Regions from separate parts of the Mus musculus genome. Here regions 2 and 3 are each linked to region 1. Evidence: chromatin contacts called from public promoter capture Hi-C data. All regions are on one chromosome and are shown on one strand. Each heading gives the region's core, a stretch centred on a gene start, on an enhancer-like site or on the middle of the called end of the contact. The rest is flanking DNA. Distances are from core to core; before and after follow the strand shown.

Region 1 (4,165 bases), core at 951-3,450:
ACCCCCCCACAAGCCTCTAGCCTTCTAATTCTTTATGTAATTACAAGTCTGTTCAATCATAATTTAAGAATACAAAACAAAAACTGTTACATCTTAAAGAGCTGTAACTGACCCTGAAAGCGCTGATGTAAACTGAACCACAGGTACTGCTGTACTACTAATGGCAGAAGAGAGGGAGCTAGAAAGTCCCTATCTGTTAACTAGGTTGTTAATACCTAAATAAACTGAAAAGTGGATAGGAATCTTCAATAATTTGTGGGAAGGTGGTAATTATCCACTACTCCTTCCACTAGAGGACAAATGGGAGAACCAGAGCAGCAATCAGAGCCATCAGAGCAACACTGGTACAAGTCCCACAGACTAAACCAGGAACAATAACAACAAAACAACACACCCAAACCCCAACCGTCTTTTCCTAATTACTTAGTTTCACAAGTAATACAACTACGTGAAATATTTACTTCATAGTCTTTAAAAGTTGTTAGTACAATAAAACAATCCTAAAAATAGTAAGCAGGTTCAACTCAATCGTTGTGTGCAAATTTCATTCAAATAATCCAATCAAAGTTAAATGTAGTTATGACCTTGTCCTAGTGCATTAAATAAAAAAATAAACAAACAAAATGCACCCTCTTTTCTCAAGATCAAAACCCTAACTGACCGTATATGACTTGACTGACAGAGTACAGGTGTCTAAATCCCGAGCTTCCAAAAGGGACAAATTCTTTCCTTCAGCAAAGCCCTCCAGCGGCTTTTTTCCACCCGCCCCTCCTCCACTAGAATACCAACACAACTGCCAGCCCTCGAGTACCATGGGACTTTTGTTTCCCTTTTTTTTCCTTCCATGGTTTTACCAGGACTCACTTCCATTAATTTCCAATACTAGGGTAACTTCGGAATAAAACTCAAAAACCGGTAACGTTCTAATAATATACTCAAGCTTTGTGAATATACGGTTTATACTCACAAGACCTCAGATAACCAAAGTCTTGAGTCCCTTTTCCGGGGAATGGGTGAGAAAAACGGGGGAGGGTCTGTAAATTTCAGGTATAATCTTTTGAGTTAACAATGATTAGCTTTTTTCTTTTCTTTTTTGAAAACTGAGGCAAGAAATTTGTTCAGTTACGTAAGGTTTAAAGTAAGATGTCTTGGCAGTTTAGCCATAAAGATCTGTAAAGGAGTTTTCAGAGGAATGGTCACAGGAAGGAAAGCTTTGGAAGTTGAGACATAAAGAACCCAACATCTAGCTGTTAGGAAAACAGGCGTCACTGCATTTCCACATTCATTTAGAAGCGAAAGGAAAGAGGACATTAAGGGGAAAGGCTCTTGCGTAGTTTTCCCTTCCCCGCTCGCTCTCGTCTTAAGGACTCTTAAGGGTCGCTGCGGTCGTTGACTAACCACTTCACTGGGCTCGTCCCACCTTCAACCTCAAGGCTTTCGCCTTTACAGACGCGACGCCGCCGGTTCCGACGGAGACGCGGCCGCTCACTGCAACAGAGAGCCAAGGAGACAACAGGCCCCAGCTAGTCCCGCGCCAGCGATTCCCCGCCCGGACAGCAGCCCCGCGCACTTCTGACCCCGAGACCCCGCTGCGATGGCCGGAGGAGGGGTGGTGGTGGCCCGAGATGCCACCGCAGGAAGCACCTACCACTATCCGGCCGGAGGGAGCGCCCCGCCGCCTCCTGCCCCACCGCGCCGGGGACCCGCACCTCGGAGCAGAGATGGGAAGCTGAGAGGAAAGGGAGCGACAGGAGAGGATAGGACCAGGCCAGGTACCAGTCAGCCGCCAGAAAGGAGCGCTGCGGGCTAGTGGGGCATCTGGGCACGCAGGGGGACCCCGAAGCCATCTTGGGACGTGACGCGCTCGCGGTGGCCCTCAAGGCTGCTCCTGAGGGCCCCGCCACCTCGCCCGACCGACCGCGCTCGTCCCCGAGCCCCGGAGCATCGGGCCGCCGCCGAAGACGGCTCCCGCGGCTTTGTACTCACTCTGCCCTCGAAGTTGTTCTCCTCTACATCACTCATGTCGGCCAGGCGCTCCCGAGAACTAAATAAGAGATATGTCTCGGCTCGAGGGCCGACGGCCTAGTCACCGCGCTGTTCGGACTGTGGGGAGGAAGAAGGCGACGGCTACAACGGCCAGTGCGTTCCACTCCCACCAGCTCGCACGTTCAGGCAAAATGGCGCCCGTGCCGCCAGAAACCTCCTGGTGTCCCCGGCGCCTGACGTCAAGGGGCGGACCTGTGATGACGTCGTCGCGAACCCCGCCTCCGCCCCGGGAGGCTTTGTGTCCGCCTGGCCTAGCGCGGGAGATTGGCGGGTTTCAAGAGCTTGCTGTTTGGCGTTGGGTCGGTTTGTCCTCCGGGTGCTGGAATTAAAGGCGTGTGTCATCGCCTGGCTTTGCCTGTGGGGTTTTGTTCTTGAGTTTTTTTGGTTTTGTTCTCTTTAGGTATGGAACTCAGGTCTTTCTTGCATAGCAAAACAAACCAACCAAAAACAAGCAAACAAAAACCCAACAAACAAACCGACTTTTCCAGCTGAGTTTTCCTTATCCCCAGTATCTGCCCCCCCCCCTTTTTTTTTTTTTGGTTTGGTTTTTTTACAGAGACAGGGTTTCTCTGTATAGCCTTGGCTGTCCTGGAACTCACTTTGTAGGCCAGGCTGGCCTCGAACTCAGAAATCTGCCTGCCTCTGCCTTCCGAGTGCTGGGATTAAAGGCGTGAGCCACCACGCCCGGCTAGTATCTGCCCTTTTAAACGTTGAAATAACAATATATACACAGATGGGGTTATACTGAAAAGCCATGAGTTTCTCACTCTTCTCTGCTTCCAAACCTCAAGACAGGGTTTCTGTGTAACCCTGGCTGTCCTGGAACTCCCTCTGTAGACCAGGCTGGCCTGGAACTCACAGAAATCTGCCTGCCTCTGCCTCCCAAGTTCTGGGAATAAAGGCATGAGCTCCCACCACAGCGGGGGGCATTTTAATTGAAGTTCCCTCCTCTCAGGTGACCTTATCTGTGCCAAGTTGATAGAAAATTATCCAGCACACCTAGCATGTACTAGGCTCTGGGTTTAGTCCTCAACACTGTAGAACATGTAAATAAATAAAAATAAATTGGGGGAATATATTGTTTGGCAACATTAGTATCCATACTTCTTGCTCTAGAAAAATAAGGAACACCAGCACAAATAATGAATTCACAAAGACCTGAAATAGCTGGGTGTGGTGATCTGTGCCTGTGATCCCACCACTTAGGCGTCTAGAAGGAAGGACTGTTGGAAGTTCCAGCCAACCTGAGATATAAAAAGAGAGCCTATCAGAAATGTCAGAGAGCTAGTTATCAAACTCTTTAAAAAAAAAAAGATTTATTATATGTAAGTACACTGTAGCTGTCTTCAGACACACCAGAAGAGGGTGTTAGATCTCATTATGGATGGCTGTGAACCACCATGTGGTTGCTGGGATTTGAACTCAGGACCTTCAGAAGAGCAGTCAGTGCTCTTAACCGCTGAGCTATCCCTCCAGCCCCCATTATTAAACTCTTAATGGTTTGGACTCAGCCACAACAGGAAGATTTATGTTGTGAATATCAGCAAATCATTTTTCTTCCTCTTTCTTTCAGAGAGCTCATTATTAAATACTTACCCTTCTATTCATGTAATATCATGTAAGTTAATATGTAGTGTTATTTTGTAAGTGCATTTAGAACAGCACATTCCTGATTTACTATATTGTTGTTTCTTCAATTTTTTATTGGATATTTTCTTTATTTACATTTCAAATGTTTTCCCCTTTCCAGGTCTCCCATTCTGAAACCCCCACCACCACCACCCCATCCCCTGCCTCTGTGAGGGTGTTCCCCCATCCACCCACCCACCCACTCCTGTCTTCCTGCCCTGGCATTCCCCTACACTGGGGCATCAAACCCCTTCTCTCCTCCCACTGATGTCCAACAAGGCCATCCTCTGCCACATATATGGCCAGCGCCATGGGGCCCTCCATGTGTATTCTTTGGTTGGTGGTCCAGCTCCCTGGGAGCTCAGTGGGTGGGGGTGGGGGAGAGGTCTGGCCTGTTGTCACTGTTGCTCCCTCCTTGGGGCTGCAAAGCCCTTGTGTGTTTCTTTCTTTCCTTTTTTTTTTTTTTTTTTTTGGGTTTTTTTTTTTGTTT
Region 2 (4,165 bases), core at 669-3,168, 420 kb before region 1:
TAGCCTGGACTACATAGCAAGTTCTGGGTCAGCCAGGTATACACAATGAGATCCTGTCTGAAAAATAAAAATAACGATTCCCCAGGACTCTCCCCACATAAAGCCTCTTCCCTGGCTCTCCAGCTTGGTTCTCTCACCGTTTCAGTGGCTGGCTGGCTATTTGTTTTGAAAGGCATTTTTTAGTTTATGCTTTTGTGAGTTCCTCCTCCTCACATGTCCTGATTTTTTTCATAGAAGTTCTTTTATATCTGAAAATTACGACCGGCAATATGCACCCCTAGTCACACACCCACATGAACAGGCATGTTTAAATTACAAACATGCAGTAATTTTAAAAAAGATGTTGATCTTTGGACTGTATATCATAATTTGGTAGATACAGAGGCAAGGACCTATGGTGCTGGTCCAGGTATTAATTTCTGAAAAACAGTTTCTACTGTGGTCTGTGGTATATATTACTTTTCTCCCACTGAATAAAACCACTGTTCCGAGTTTCCATAGGGCCTCAGGCAGGCCCATGAGGTCTTCATATTCTGCCTGATTACTTCCTCAGCGTGGCCTCCATTCTAATCAGCACAGAGCTTAACACAGCTTCCCACTGTCTCCTGTTATGGGCTTATAACAACCATTTAGCCCCTCTGATGGCTTGCCTCTGTCCAAAAGAAGTTCTGCCCAGTGGCTCTCCTGGGCAGTCTGGTTAAGCATCAGTTCTGACTGGATATTGACGGCCACTCCAGTCACTTCCCTTTGCATCCCTTCATGTTCTCCCCCACGCCACGGAGCACCTTCCACTCACCCGTGCACCTCAGAGCCGAAAGCACAGGAGTCTGACAACTTTTCAGGAGGGACGAAGAGAAACACAAATGAAGGCCTCAGGTTCACACCTTCCCTTGAGGTTCCAGGAATAAAGTCTCAGTTGTCTGGGTGCTGGCCCCCTCTAGACCCCCAGTGCTATCCCTGCCCTGGCCACCCAGAATCCCTCTGCTTCCTCTGCAGAGCAGGAACTAAAGCCCTAGGCACCAAGAAGCCTCTCACCACTTCTGGCACCGCTCCAGATAGTGGCTCTCTGATATCCCTCCTCCCAGTGTTCAGAAACAAAGAAAAAGAACACCCCGTGTCCCCACAGCTGTCCCACCTCTGCGTGGTCTCAAAGGCCCTGCTCTTAGAACGCAGGCGTGAGGCACTGATAACTATGGAAGGTAAAGCCAGACTCTGACCTCCCCAGCCTCAGCCCTGTTTCCAGAGTCACATCCTCTGTCCAACACATCCCTCCCTCCCCAGAGTCCTACAGGAAAGCAGAGATAGAAGGAAGGAGAAGCATCCTGAGCCAAGATGGAGCTTGAGGAGTAGACTTGGAGACTCTTCCAGAGAAGAAGGAACCCTATGCTTCAAAAGGGGGCTACCAAGGGGCCGTGAAGGGTCCTGTCTCACCTGCTGTCCTCTGCGATGGGTGGGGCTGGAACTGAGAGGTCTGGGAGGAGCTGGCTTAAAGCTGACCCCAGAGAGAGGAGAGCAAGAAGGGGGTGGAGGGATGGGGCCTGACATGGAGTCTCTCAGTTTGCCAGCAAGTAGCTGACAGGAAAGGGCCCCACTTGAGGGGGGTCCATCAGGAGTAGATGATCAGGCCTGCTGGAGCAGGGATACAGGTGACACAGATACACTCATACACCCAAGGTGGCACAGGCCAGCACCTGCTCAGAAAGCTCTATCCCTGACTGGGAGAGAGAGCACTGTGCAATCAAAGGATTCCACAGGAACAATCAGTGCCAACCCCAGCTCTTACCTCGCCCACCTTCTCCAGCTCTCCAGTGCCCAGTGAGGAGCTGCCTGCTGGAAAACCCCTAAAGGGGCCCTCAGTCCCAGCTGCCTGCCAGGAAGTGTTGAGGTCTGCCCATTCCCCCTCCCCTTCTGGCTCCCACCCAGGTTCTTCCTCCTGCCAGGGCTGAAGTTCTCAACTACTGCCAGCGCCTCTGTGTGAGCTCTGGCCTTCCCTGCTGCACACTTCCCCGGTCCCAGAGGAATCAGGTAAGACAGCCCACCATCACTTTAGCATAGCTCGTTTCCCAGTCCATCCAGATCCATCCAGTCTGACGCCCTGCGAGCTTGCTAGGGGAGTGGACACACTGGGGTGTGCCTCCAGGGACAGGTATGGCCTCCATCTCTACCACTCAATTCTGTGGGGACAGGGTCAGTCAGTGCTTGTCGTTCATCCAAGGAGATGGTGGCGTCTGGGTGAGGTGGTCCCTGGGACCCTGGTAGGGAAGAGATAATTGCAACAGAAGCTTATGGGGCAGTTAGAGGGGGACACTGTTTAAGGGGCTTGGCCTCTGACCTGGATTCAGAAAATGCTGGGGAGAAGAGATCCAATCAGAGGTTGGGTGAAGAGATAGGTTGTGTGCGTTCTGCTTGATCCAAACATCAGGCTCCTGAAGACCATGGCAGTGGGGCACAAAGCAAATGTGGGGTGAAGCGGGTACTCCAGCATCAGGCTTCCCTGACAGACAACCCTCCAAAAGAGCTGAAGATACAGCTCCACAGCCAGGGGCAGCCATTCTGTGTCTCTGTTAGCCCCCAACTCCAAGCCGCCTCTGAAACATCTGCCAAATATTTCTTCCTGCTTTTCCTTTTCTCCCTCACAGACGATGTCCACAGACATGGAGACTGCAGTCGTCGGCAAGGTGGACCCTGAGGCTCCACAACCCACCCACATTGATGTGCACATCCACCAGGAGTCTGCTCTGGCCAAACTTCTGCTGGCCGGATGCTCATTGCTAAGGATTCCAGCATCCGCTTCCACCCAGAGCCAGGGCAGCAGCAGAGTGCTGGTGGCCTCCTGGGTGAGAGTAGCTACGTGCTTGATGGGCCCAGGGAGGGACCCTCATTTGGGCCATATTTTCCTCTGGCCTCCTCTATACATCTGTCCTCCTAAGACATTGAGTTGATTTTGTCTGTGTGTACAGACAGTTGCAGCTAACAGGTAGCCCTGCTGCTGGAGAGCTGTGTTTCAAGTCCTCTCTCTTCCAGGTGGTGCAGACTGTGCTGGGGGCTCTGAGTGTGGTTCTGGGTGGAACCCTCTACATAGGCCATTATTTAGCCATGTATTCCGAAGGCGCCCCCTTCTGGACTGGGATCGTGGTGAGTGTGGCATCATGAAGGTCCAGGGCTGTCTGAGAGCACAGGGATGGCGGTCCCTTTGCTTCCCTTCCACCACCACCATTGATGTGGCACCCCAGAGTATGTAGCCAAACAAGACCTGAATTAAGTAAGCCAGTCTGGTGCTTGTGTACATGACAAATGATGAAATGGTCGCCTGTGCAGCTGCAGGTCAGCTTTGTCTCTTGTCCCATGCTTCTCCCAGCAGGCTGACAGAAGCTCCTTGCCATCAGTAGTCATCAACAGTTAAGGCTCTCAGGGCTTATCTACCTCTAATGCCTGCCTCAAGACAGGGAAAGCGGAGTGCATCAGGCAGGAAGCATTGTCTTCTGGCTCTCTTACTTCCTTATGCTCATCCTATGGGGATCCAGGGATGAATTTTGTCAGAAGAGTGCTATTGTATTTAACGACAGCTGGTTAGGTTGAGCTGGTTATGTCATAGGTACAAAGGACTTTCTGATAGACCCACACTTTCAGAACAGCAAAACATATGTATTGAGAGGAGAGATTAAAGTAACCATGCTAATCCATCCAATGGCAGGATTATATGGACTGGTTATAGAATAATCAAATAGGATCAGGACCCATCTGCCCACCGAACTGCGTCAGACTCCCCGTTCTTCTATCCTAGTTAGATGGACCCAACGGCTGCTAAGACAAGTGTCTGGACCCAAGGCTGCCTAAAGTCACATTCTGCATCCCCAGCTTTTCCAACAGTATGGGACTCTGACCTACAAGATCTCTGGTCCCTGGAACGTTCTTGAAGAATTTAGTGTGACTTTAAAAGAAGGTGGTTGGGATGGATAGGAAGGTTCCCACCTGACTCAACCGTGTACACTTAGGTGTCAATAAAACAGTGCCCTACAGCCTCACAACTGTGCTCCAAGCTCATTGTCCCACACAGTTACTCCACCATAGACAACAGAACATAGCAGAACATCTGAGATGCAGAGGAAATGCTCTAGGCCATGTGGCTGGCACTACAGATGGCAAACACAGAGGAAATGAGGCG
Region 3 (4,165 bases), core at 548-3,047, 290 kb before region 1:
GTGTTGACAGTGCGCAGGTTCTATGCCCAGCTCTCCACCATGTCCCTGGAGAGTGCCTAAGCTTCCTTAGCTAAATTCCTGTTCTAAGATTGAATTTTATAGCCAGACATGGTGGCATACACCTTTAATCCCAGCACTTGGGAGGCAGAGGCAGGCAGATCTCTGAGTTGGAGGCCAGCCTGGTCTACAGAGCAAGTTCCAGGACAGCCCAAACTACATAGAGAAACGCTGTCTTGAGAAAAAAAAAAAACAAACAAACAAGAAACTCCCCATCAGAACTGTTGACTGTACCCAGGACCCCTGTAACTGGCCCAGTACCACAGGCTTCTAAGCCCCTCACTGGCTTTCTCCACAAAAGATTTCTAATGTGGGAACCTATGGCAATGAATTACCTATGATAAAAAGGACCACTCAGAATCCTTCCACCTCCTCACAGGCCTCATCAAGCCTTGACCTCATCAAGACCTCATGAGTGAAACTCCTGCTGGAGACCCAGACGGAGCCTTGAGTGGAGAGCAAAGGTCAGATGGGGACTTCCAACATCCATGACCGGTGCAAGGCTTTGGGGAGGGGCGTTCATCTGGAAGCCAGGAACACCCCAGTCAGGATCTGCAGAAGCAAGGCCTGATGGCAGATTCAGCAGCCAGCTCATGTGTAAAGCCAGTGTGTCCCGGGAATGCTGTATACAGCAGGACCTGGCGGGAAGTCTCACCAGAAGGTACAAGAAAGAACAGGGCTGCAGGGGCTGAGGTCTGTGAGTACCCCAAAAATCCCTGCCTTTCTAGCTGGTGGGAATAGACTAGATTTACAGTTGTCAACTCCCACCTTGTGCATGGGCCTTAGATACATTTAGATGGCTGCCCATCACCCCAACATAGGTGTCACTATTGCACCATACAGGCTGCCTTTGCCAGGCTGTTCATTTGTATGCTTTACAGTTCAGTAGGACTATTGATAGTTTTTCTTTCTGGGAAGTTTGAACTGACCTTGGGAAAGCATAAGACCCAGTCCTTAAGTAGGAGGCTTCCAAGTCAGACAAGACTAAATTCCTTCAAGTCTTTTATCCGAAGGATGTAATGTCTCCAGCAGTTGAGTCTTACCTTCAAGCTGTGAGAAGCAACCAATGGCAATGCCAATAGCCTACACTACTCTGGTGGTCTCACAGAAATCCCCCTGACCAACAACCCAAAGGGAAGCTTCCCAGGGCTGGCACAGGGCTTGCTGTTGGTCAACAGCTCTTCTGAGGGATCAATATCATCTTGGGTAGTGTAATTCTCTTTAAGTGTGTCTATGTCTTTGTTTCTGTGTCCGTGTCCGTGTCCGTGTCTATGTCTTTGTGTCTGTGTCTGTGTCTGTGTCTGTGTCTGTGTCTGTGTCTGTGTCTGTGTCTGTGTCTGTGTCTGTGTCTGTCTGTGTCTGTGTCTCTGTGTAGAGAAGTGTTTTTTCAGTAAGCTTATAAAAATGTTTCCCTGTGGCTTTTTCAAACATTATCTCTCCATCCCACCGGCCTTACTTTCTTGTATCATCCTCCCTTCTTGTGCTTTAAACGTTTCACCTAAATTTCAGCATGCAGCCCTCTAAATGATCATCTGTTGACTCACAAATGGAATTTTGCTCTTACTGCAGCCCTCTGGCCACCAGAGCTCAGGCCATGTGTAGCCCTTGAGGAGCAAGCCTTGGGCTGTTGTGACTCACTGCACCCTGCTGAAGAATGTTCCTCAGTGTTATAACACCAAAAGGGGAAAACAGTAGGAGATAAGAAAATGTATAAAAGGTTTTACCCTGGAGGAAGTAGGTGGATGCACATGAGGACCTGAACAGCACTGTGAACTGTGAGTAAAGACCCAGAGATTCCAGCTCTGGCTTCAGCTGCGTAAGGGAGGAAGCACAGTCAGGGGGGATAAGACAGGACTTAGAGACAAGGTGCTCTTGAGTGCTGGCTTGGAGACAGATATACCTAAGTTCTCTCCTCTCTTCTGCTGAGTTCCAGAGCCATGGGGTTGGCACAAAGGAGCTTGGCACTGGGCTGCATGGCCATCGTGTTGGTTCTACAGGAGACCATGGCAGAGTACCCCAGCTGGATGTTGAATGGCAAGGCCCAGGTGTTCTCAGACCTGAGCATCCAGGAGATGGAGGCTGTGCACAGCTTCCTGATGGGCAGGACGGAGCTGGAGCTGCAGCCATCCGGCACACAGGCTTTGGACAAGAATTCTGTGTTCCTCATTGAGACTCTGCTGCCCAACAAGAAGGTGGTCCTAGAGTTTCTGAATAAAGGAACCAGACCTCCTGTGCGGGAAGCCCGTGTCATCATTTTCTTTAGTGCCCAGGAGCACCCCAATGTCACCGAGTTTGCTGTAGGGCCCCTGCCACAGCCCATCTACATGAGAGAACTGTTCCCCAGGCCAGAGAAACATCGATCCTGGGCATCCAGACCCATGTCCAAAGCAGAGCAAAGCCTTCTCTACCACAAAATCAAGGAGGCCACCACACCCTTAAAGGGGTTTTTCCTTGACACCACTGGCTTCTCATTAGAGGACTGCAATGGCCAGTGTCTGACCTTCACCCATGTGGCCCCCCATAGTGTGGAGTCTAGACATCGGGCCACCTGGTTCCTCTTGCAGCGCATTGTAAAAGATCGCCTGCTACAACCCACAGGTCTGGAGGTCCTTGTGGATCATGGGAGCACAGATATCCGAGACTGGAGAGTAGAGCAGGTCTGGTATAATGGGAAGCTCTACAGCAGCCCAGAGGAACTGGCTCAGAAATATGCAGATGGAGAAGTGGACACGGTGGTCCTCAAGGACCTGCGTCCCAAGAACACAGAGCTGCCACAAGTCTTTAACAAGCCTGGTGGGAAATTCGCAGCGCCCCTCAGAAAATCTGGGCCCCATGTGAAACAAGCCAATGATTCCAGATACCACCTAGAGGGTAACACTGTGATCTACAAAGACTGGAGTTTCTCCTTCCAGCTTCGACCATCTTCTGGGCTGCAGATATTGAATGTGCACTTCAGGAATGAGTATATAGCCTATGAGATTGGCGTGCAAGGTGCTATGGCTGTGCATAGAGAAAAAACACCTGCAGGAGAACTGACCAAAACCATGGATCTAGGCTGGAGCCTGGGCACTGTAACTCACGAGTTAGCCCCTGGCATCAACTGTCCAGAGACAGCCACCTTCCTAGACGTCATCCACTACCATGGCACTGATGGGCCTGTCCGTTATCCACGAGCCCTCTGCCTCTTTGAGATACCCACAGGGGTGCCTGTTAGGCCTACCTTTAACACCAACTCTGCAGGCAAAATCAACTTCTTTTCAGATGTGATGGGACACAAACTGGTGCTACGGGCAACCTCAGCGCTCTACAATTTTGATTACATCTGGGACTTCATCTTCTATACTACGGGCACGATCTCAGCCAAGATGCATGCCACAGGTTACATCCACACCACCATCTATACCCGTGAAGGATTGAGAGAAACTCACCTGCTGACTCACCAGCTTGGCCACAGCCACACCCACCTTGTGCATTACCGTGTTGACCTGGATGTGGCAGGTAGGACTTGAAATCAGACCCTCCATGTCACTTAGCTGCTTCCCACCATTAACATTACTTCACAAAGATAGGGCTGAGAAGCCCTGAAGTTAACTATTATCTGATGTAAGTATTCAGAGTCTCCTTCCCCCCCCCCCAGCCTCCATCTGAGAAAATAGTGGCTGTGAATTGTACCCTAGTGTTACCCAGAATCTTAGGTGTGCATCTGCCTTGGCTCTAAATTCAATAGTACAGAAGGGAGGGGAGAAAGAAGTATAATGGGGTAAGAAGGAAGAAATGTCACTGTCTAGCCCTTTCAGACAGTCTGTACTTGATATATACTATCACCACAGAGCAGTGTTATGGCTCTGACATTTGACATCAAAGCAAATAACAGAACAAGGCCATCAGGATAAGATGGATGTCTGTCACCCATAAATCTCATTTGTTTTTATGGCCCAGAAAGTATTGCTGCAGGAAGACTCAGGCCTTCAACAAACAGACTATCCCCCTTCTCCAGGGTTAAAACTACAGCAAGCAGGCTGTATCATAGCCCTCTTGAAAGAGCCCGGGTCACACTGAAACTTCCTCAGTTGCCAGGACTGACCCTTGAGCTGTCCTCTAGCTCCTG

The links. Promoter capture Hi-C pulls out the DNA fragments that hold promoters and counts their contacts. Capture Hi-C pulls out chosen DNA fragments and counts their contacts.
Region 2: a contact with region 1 is called in a promoter capture Hi-C map of liver. The contact joins the promoter of Tmem176a here to the promoter of Tra2a in region 1. A contact is called at or near these places in 5 of 39 promoter capture datasets (the 3T3-L1 cell line, 3T3-L1-derived adipocytes, the HPC-7 cell line and 2 more), 1 of 115 datasets of contacts at active chromatin or transcription factors (bone marrow-derived macrophages) and 1 of 9 other capture datasets (liver).
Region 3: a contact with region 1 is called in a promoter capture Hi-C map of stem cell-derived epiblast-like cells, with 2.1 times the contacts expected there. The contact joins the promoter of Doxl2 here to the promoter of Tra2a in region 1. A contact is called at or near these places in 3 of 39 promoter capture datasets (the 3T3-L1 cell line, frontonasal cranial neural crest and stem cell-derived epiblast-like cells).

The regions. Positions count from the first base shown.
Region 1 is chr6:49,261,852-49,266,016 of GRCm38.p6, forward strand. Tra2a (transformer 2 alpha) reads right to left here and starts at 2,201. Exons shown (of 8, transcript NM_198102.2): 1 at 1,987-2,201. The coding sequence starts at 2,022.
Region 2 is chr6:48,839,565-48,843,729 of GRCm38.p6, forward strand. It overlaps Tmem176a (transmembrane protein 176A), which reads left to right and starts at 1,919. Exons shown (of 7, transcript NM_025326.4): 1 at 1,919-2,025; 2 at 2,640-2,837; 3 at 3,025-3,135. The coding sequence starts at 2,643. It overlaps Tmem176b (transmembrane protein 176B), which reads right to left and starts at 1,810. Exons shown (of 7, transcript NM_001164207.1): 1 at 1,432-1,810.
Region 3 is chr6:48,973,149-48,977,313 of GRCm38.p6, forward strand. It overlaps Doxl2 (diamine oxidase-like protein 2), which reads left to right and starts at 1,798. Exons shown (of 4, transcript NM_001029987.2): 1 at 1,798-3,555. The coding sequence starts at 1,995.